Linked DNA regions of Zea mays: region 2 is linked to region 1. Evidence: chromatin contacts called from public Hi-C data. All regions are on one chromosome and are shown on one strand. Each heading gives the region's core, a stretch centred on a gene start, on an enhancer-like site or on the middle of the called end of the contact. The rest is flanking DNA. Distances are from core to core; before and after follow the strand shown. Region 1 holds the start of LOC100285757 (F-box domain containing protein). Region 2 holds the start of LOC100192949 (40S ribosomal protein S19-3).

What was found. A called contact is a pair of places that touch in the nucleus more often than the background predicts.
Region 2: a Hi-C map of ear shows a contact between it and region 1, with 2.6 times the contacts expected there. The contact joins the promoter of LOC100192949 here to the promoter of LOC100285757 in region 1. A contact is called at or near these places in 5 of 25 Hi-C or Micro-C datasets (bundle sheath, ear, endosperm and 2 more).

Annotation. Positions count from the first base shown.
Region 1 is chr1:74,641,895-74,644,980 of Zm-B73-REFERENCE-NAM-5.0, forward strand. LOC100285757 (F-box domain containing protein) reads left to right here and starts at 1,519. Exons shown (of 4, transcript NM_001158647.2): 1 at 1,519-1,802; 2 at 1,927-1,976; 3 at 2,090-2,166; 4 at 2,869-3,086. The coding sequence starts at 2,917.
Region 2 is chr1:74,870,339-74,873,424 of Zm-B73-REFERENCE-NAM-5.0, forward strand. It overlaps LOC100192949 (40S ribosomal protein S19-3), which reads left to right and starts at 1,502. Exons shown (of 4, transcript NM_001138127.2): 1 at 1,502-1,702; 2 at 2,589-2,679; 3 at 2,774-2,957; 4 at 3,048-3,086. The coding sequence starts at 1,613.

The DNA.
Region 1 (3,086 bases), core at 269-2,768:
AAGCTAAAAAATTTAAAAAGCCAGGCAAGCGTTGGTATGCAAGAGCTAAAAATTGGGAAAGCAAGAGCAGATAGCAAGAAAGCGTGCCAAATGTGTTCGCAGTGTGCTCTTATTTATACGTCTAGTGCGTTGCAAGTGGGAGGGCCTCGCTTGTCATTGTCTGTTGCTATTCTAGCAAAGGGAAGGTGTTTTTTCGGACCTTCGGCTTAAGGCCTTCGTCCATATCGCAATCTGAATTTATTATTCTAACAAATTAATATTGCGAGGGGCTACAGTTGGGGGCCTTCGGCTTCCGAAGGTCCTCAAAAACATGATTTAACAATGTTTCTGGAGTATGATACATGAACAGGTACCTTCGGACTTAGGTCAAAACCATAGGGTGAAGAAGCATAAAGAATACAAAGGATGGTGCATAGCCGAAGCTATGCGTAGGGGAGCTTCGGCATGATAGCAGAAAAGAAAACCGACTTAAAGAGAAAAAGACTATTTAAACCCCGATGGATTACTATAGAGTTATTAGCAAATATAAAGGGCATGAGTGTAATTTTACATGGGCTGCGTCCCATACCTATAAATAGATGAACAGTGCTCCCGTACTGTTCAGGCTGACTCGGCATTTGCTTTTGCGTCACGCTTGTACTTTTGCCTTCTTTCAAGCCGAAGGTACATTTGTAATTTGTTATCATTTCTATTTTTCAATTAAGATAAGATAGATATAAGGTAATAATAATATTCAAGTGCTTATGTTATTTCCCATACCTTATATGAATCCTTCTTCATTATTTGTTGTGCTTATGAAGGTATATCCTTCATAAACCTTCGTCCGAAACTCGTTATATCCCAAGGGGAAATAATGCTTCGAAGGACGAAGGACTTTAATGTTTAACAATTTCTGTGTTGCCTTGTTCTTAATTCATAGCATTTAAGGACAAGTCACCAACAAATAGTGTCCCACATCATATTTTTTGATGACATGTCGGTATTTAAGAGAATTGAGTTTTATAAGATGAAACCATGTCAACTCGTTTTTAAGGTATTGGAAACTGTATGAAACCTCCATAGAGAGATTTGTTTTATCTTTACATATTTTACTAACTTCTATTGACCATTGAATTACATCAATTAATTAGTATGTTAGTCTATAAAATAGTGAATTGATTTTTTTATTAAAAGGCATTGTTTCATTCTGAATTTCATGACACTTGATGATATAGCAGTGTTGGAAAGAGTGCTACGAAATCTCCATTATGAATAGCCTACGAAACTTTATGTTGCAGCCCTCTAGGCCTCTATGCTACACAATTATGTATACTTCTGGAGCTACCGTAGGCCGCTATATATAGCATAGGTAATTACTTCAGCAAAATCACATTTTTATAGATTAAAATGAATAAAACATGTAACAGCTGATATTGAGGAAATATATAGTGGATTATAAGCGTAGATGATTATAATATAGAATAAGAAATCTTAATAACTAGACTATAAATAATGATATAGAGATAATCTCACTTTTTATTCTAAACTCTACTGCCGTACAGTCTATGCAACGCCTGAAGAGCACGGCGCTGCCCGGAGAAGGATGCGTGTAAGGTGTAACTATCGCCTACTGCAGCTCAGGTTGTTTCTGATAGTCTTCTCTTCTGCCGTCCATCCGGCCTGCGCGCTCGCTCTCCTGCTCTTCTGCGCCAACTGGGCGACCGCCGACGCCAACGCCGACGACCTACGCCAGGTGCTGGGATTTTTGTCGGTTCCTTCGGCAGCTTTCGTCGCGTCCTTCGCCGGCGACGAGCACTCACCAGGTATGCGCACCCTTTTCTTTCCGTTCTGCTTTGCGAAACCCCGAATCCTAACTTAGGCTATGTGGCTATTGGATCTGATCTAATTACAATTAGTCTGCACAAATTATTGGGTGTACACCCATAGGTCCGCTCCTGAAGAAGACTGGGATATTTTGCATACACAGAGGATCATCTGTAAGTTAAATCTTCTGAAATCTGGATCCAACATTTGTACCATACTGGTGAATATCCTTGCTTTACTTTTGAGTCATGTTTGAATTAACCTTTCTTTCCCCACCATGCAATAGTTCCGTTTGATGAACTCACGGGAATGGTGATGCTCATTTTCTAAAGGACCGGTCCCCTTTTTGTTTAATTTCCAAAGGTACCATGATTACTAAATAATGATTTATTAGAAATTAATGACTGATGGGGTCAAGATGTGTGAAACTGTTAAGAGCTTGAGATCTGCTGATTGACCACACCCAAAAGGGAAAATGAAGGTGGTCTTTTGAAGATTTGATTTACTTTGTAAAAGGGCATAATTTTGTGATAACTGGGAATCATTCCTCAACAATACTGATAAAACTTCAAGTTTTTCCTTGATGTTGAACTGCTACCTCCATGCCTCCATTGTGCCACAGTGGATATCCATTTGGTGCTCTGTCCCTATCATCTAGTTGTGGTGATGGGGTTCAGGCATTCCCTAGTCGAACCCCCTCGCTCACCCACCCACCCTGGTTGGAAGACTCCGTTGTGATTATCCATAACTTTTGGTTGACCTTACATCTCTAATTATCGTATTTCATGGAATGTGTATGCTATTCGTACTGGGACATATATATAAAGCAGTGAGCCAGTGACCACTGTTCCATGCTCTACTGAAGTGCCCTTCTATGTTTTCCCATGTTTATCATTTTTCTGCAATCAATTAGTGTATTACAGTGAAAGTGAAGTACTAAAATTAGGAGTATTGGTACCACTTCTTTCTGTGCTCATGAATTAGTTTATTTTGGCAATTTAATGAGGCTTGTCTCATGTCTGATTACTTCTTCTGTTTCTTTCCCTGGAATCTTGCCTCTTCCAGGTGTAGAGGACATTCAGTTTTCTCCAGTTCTCCAGTTCCTGGATAGCAATGGCAAATGAGTTTCCTGATGAAGTTCTTAAGTCTGTTTTCCCATTGCTGGATGGTAAAGATCTAGTATTCTGCATGCTTGTATGCCGTCAATGGCATGAAATCGCAAGGGATGATTACTTCTGGAAATGCATTTGCTCACGGAAGTGGCCGTCCATTTGCAAACAGCC
Region 2 (3,086 bases), core at 252-2,751, 230 kb after region 1:
ACAATGGTGATTTTTTAAATAATATGAATGAAGCAGTAAAGGTGCGACTGGTTGCAGTGGCGTAGCTGAAGGGTGGTCCGGGTGGACCATGCCATACCCTATGGGCTGGCCCACCAGACCACCAATCCATAGTAGCTAGAAAAAAGAAGGTGCGGTGTTACAGATCGACTTGCTTGGAAGTTAGAACAACACAAAACAAAAGGATCACGTTGTTTGGGCTCTAGGCTCCCGCCGCCTGATCTCCTTGGTGGTTGATGCCCTGATGGCCTGATGACTGATAGGACCACAGGGCCACAGGGAGACTGAAGAGCGCAGCACGGTAGTAGTGCAACACACGTGGTGCGCCACCGCAAGCACCGCACCAGGCCAACTTCACGTTTATTTTTTATGTATTTGTATTTGATGTTTGGATTATTTTATTATATTTATATTCTAATATATGTACTTATAGACTTAAATATTAAATCTATAGTTTTATTTGTTATTCTTGTCTTTATATTTTAAATTGTATACCAAACCATTATAGATTATGCTAAATTATTTATGAAAAATTAATATTGGCATACCTTATGAAAAAAACCCTAGCTACACCATTGATTGGTTGAAGAGTCAACTAGAATGGAGCGGCTCCATTCCGATTTTTGATAATGGAGCCGTTCTATTCTACGTTTGACAAGCAAAATAGAGCCGCTCTATTTTTTGTTTAGTTGAATAATAGAATAGAGCGGAGCAGCTCCGTTCTTTGTTTGGTTGGAGAGCCATATGAGTGTAGAGTGGAAGAAAGGGATGAGAGCGCTCACATCTGGTCGTTTTGGTGAAGCGGGAGTATTTCAACTATTTATGATAAATTTTTATATGAAAACTCTAGAAACCAATCCAGTCCTTTTTTATTGGAAACTAAATATCCATAAAATAAAAATATAGCCACTTCATTCTCCTACACTTTTCAACCCGACACACTCTAAGGTAGTGTTTGGTTGAAGAGCCAAGTAGAACGGAGTTCTTCTGTCCCAGTTTTGTTGCTGTTTGGTTACAAAGTAAATAGAACGGAATGACTCCAATTAGGAAATATTCTCCTCAGATCCGGAACCATTCCGCTCCAAAAAATCAACCGGACGGAGCCGCTCCGTTCCCATCCCGCTCTCACAGTCACGCTCCGTTCCGTTCACTCTGCAACCAAACAAAAAACAGAGTCGCTCTGTTCCAGATTATTAAACACAGAACAGAGTGACTCCGTTCCTAGAACCAGGGATGAAACGACTCTATTCTACTTGGCTTCTCAACCAAACACTACCTAAAGGACGCTAGCTCCAAACTCCACCTTCGACTTGCAATAGAGGAGCCTACCTACCCTTTGTTACCTATCAGCCCAACTTCAACTTGGCCCGTTTATACCGTGCTGGGCCTGCCTATACCATCTCGAAGACCCCAACCCTAAAACTAGCCGCTCACCCCCATAACAACCGTCGGATCTCCATCCGACGACCAAACGCCGAACCCCGTCATATATAAATTTACGCTCCGCCTGCCACGCCGCTCCTCCAAACCCTAGTCTCAGAGCAGCCGCATCCACAACCTGCCTCTCTCGTCCCCTGGCGGCGTCCGCGGCAGGATGGCGGAATCTACGGCGAGGACGGTGAAGGATGTCAACCCGCACGAGTTCGTCAAGGCCTACTCCGCCCACCTCAAGCGCTCCGGCAAGGTAACGGTGCTCGACTCGCCCCCCTTTCCCATCTGATTCGACGCTGTAAGCCTACAACGGATGGTCGCGCACCGCGGCAGTCCGCGGAGACGAGCCGGTGCGATTTCATCAGATTGCCGTTGCCCGAGCAGTTATGAGCTGTTTTGTGATTACACGGATCCATCGCCCTGTTATTGCTCTGGTTATACCAGCGAACTTTTCCCGCGTCTTGCTTACTCTCGTTGCGCTCGTGATTAGTGACACGGGGATACACCATTTTTTGCTAAACATGCTGTGGTGCAGGAATTATGTTCTGTGGCTTCTAGGCATTTGATTGGTAGGTTAAAGAGATTTGTTCACGTAACTAACTTCGAATTTATTAGACATAGGCAATGCTGTTCTTCTTGTCTTATGCCTACGCCGTAGAATCAATTCTAGATCGTCTGTGCAGAAAAATCTGTATGTAAAGTGTTTTATATTGTCTATATACGTCGGTTTTAGGCAAAATCTAACAGTATTTTGAAGATCCCCCAGCATTTCATCTATGCAGGGCCTATATGAGGTGTGAGTTATTTTGTTTCTATTGATATCTATCAAACATAGTCTGTGGTTAGCCTGTGGTCTGGAGTGAACCATGGCTCTGTTTAGAATTGGCTGTTTCTGGTTCCAAATCCTTGGGATAATGAAGTACACTAAGAATTCCATTTATCTCATGATGAATAGTGGGCTGATTATACTACTAGGCTGTTAATTGAAAATCGTAGTTAAAACTTTTATTGCTTAAAGAAGCTAAGTTTGTGTTGTATGGGCATGCGATTAGTTTAGAGGTGAGGTTGGGATACTGTTTTCTTCATTGCATTGGTTATGTTGGTATGTGTGATTAATTATAAGTGTACTCTTCTGTTAGATGGAGCTCCCTGAGTGGGTTGACATTGTGAAGACTGCGAGGTTCAAGGAGCTTCCTCCTTATGATCCTGACTGGTACTACATCAGGGCTGGTAAGGGATCTTGTCTGTTTGCCAAAATCATACTACAATCCTCAATCTCCAAATTCTGCACTTCTATCAGATTCTTAAATTTCTTCTCCTGCAGCATCCATTGCAAGGAAGATCTACCTAAGGCAAGGCATCGGTGTGGGTGGCTTTCAGAAGATCTACGGTGGCCGCCAGAGGAATGGCTCCCGCCCACCACACTTCTGCAAGAGCAGTGGTGCTGTTGCACGCAACATCCTGCAGCAGCTGCAGATTATGGGCATCATCGATGTCGATCCCAAGGGGTAAATCAGCTGCCACACCCCTTTCTCTTGCAATAACTTATCCTGGTTGTTGAAGTTTGCTGCTTATTGGACATTTCCATTGTGCTGCAGTGGACGCCTCATCACCAACCAGGGAAGGCGTGATCTGGA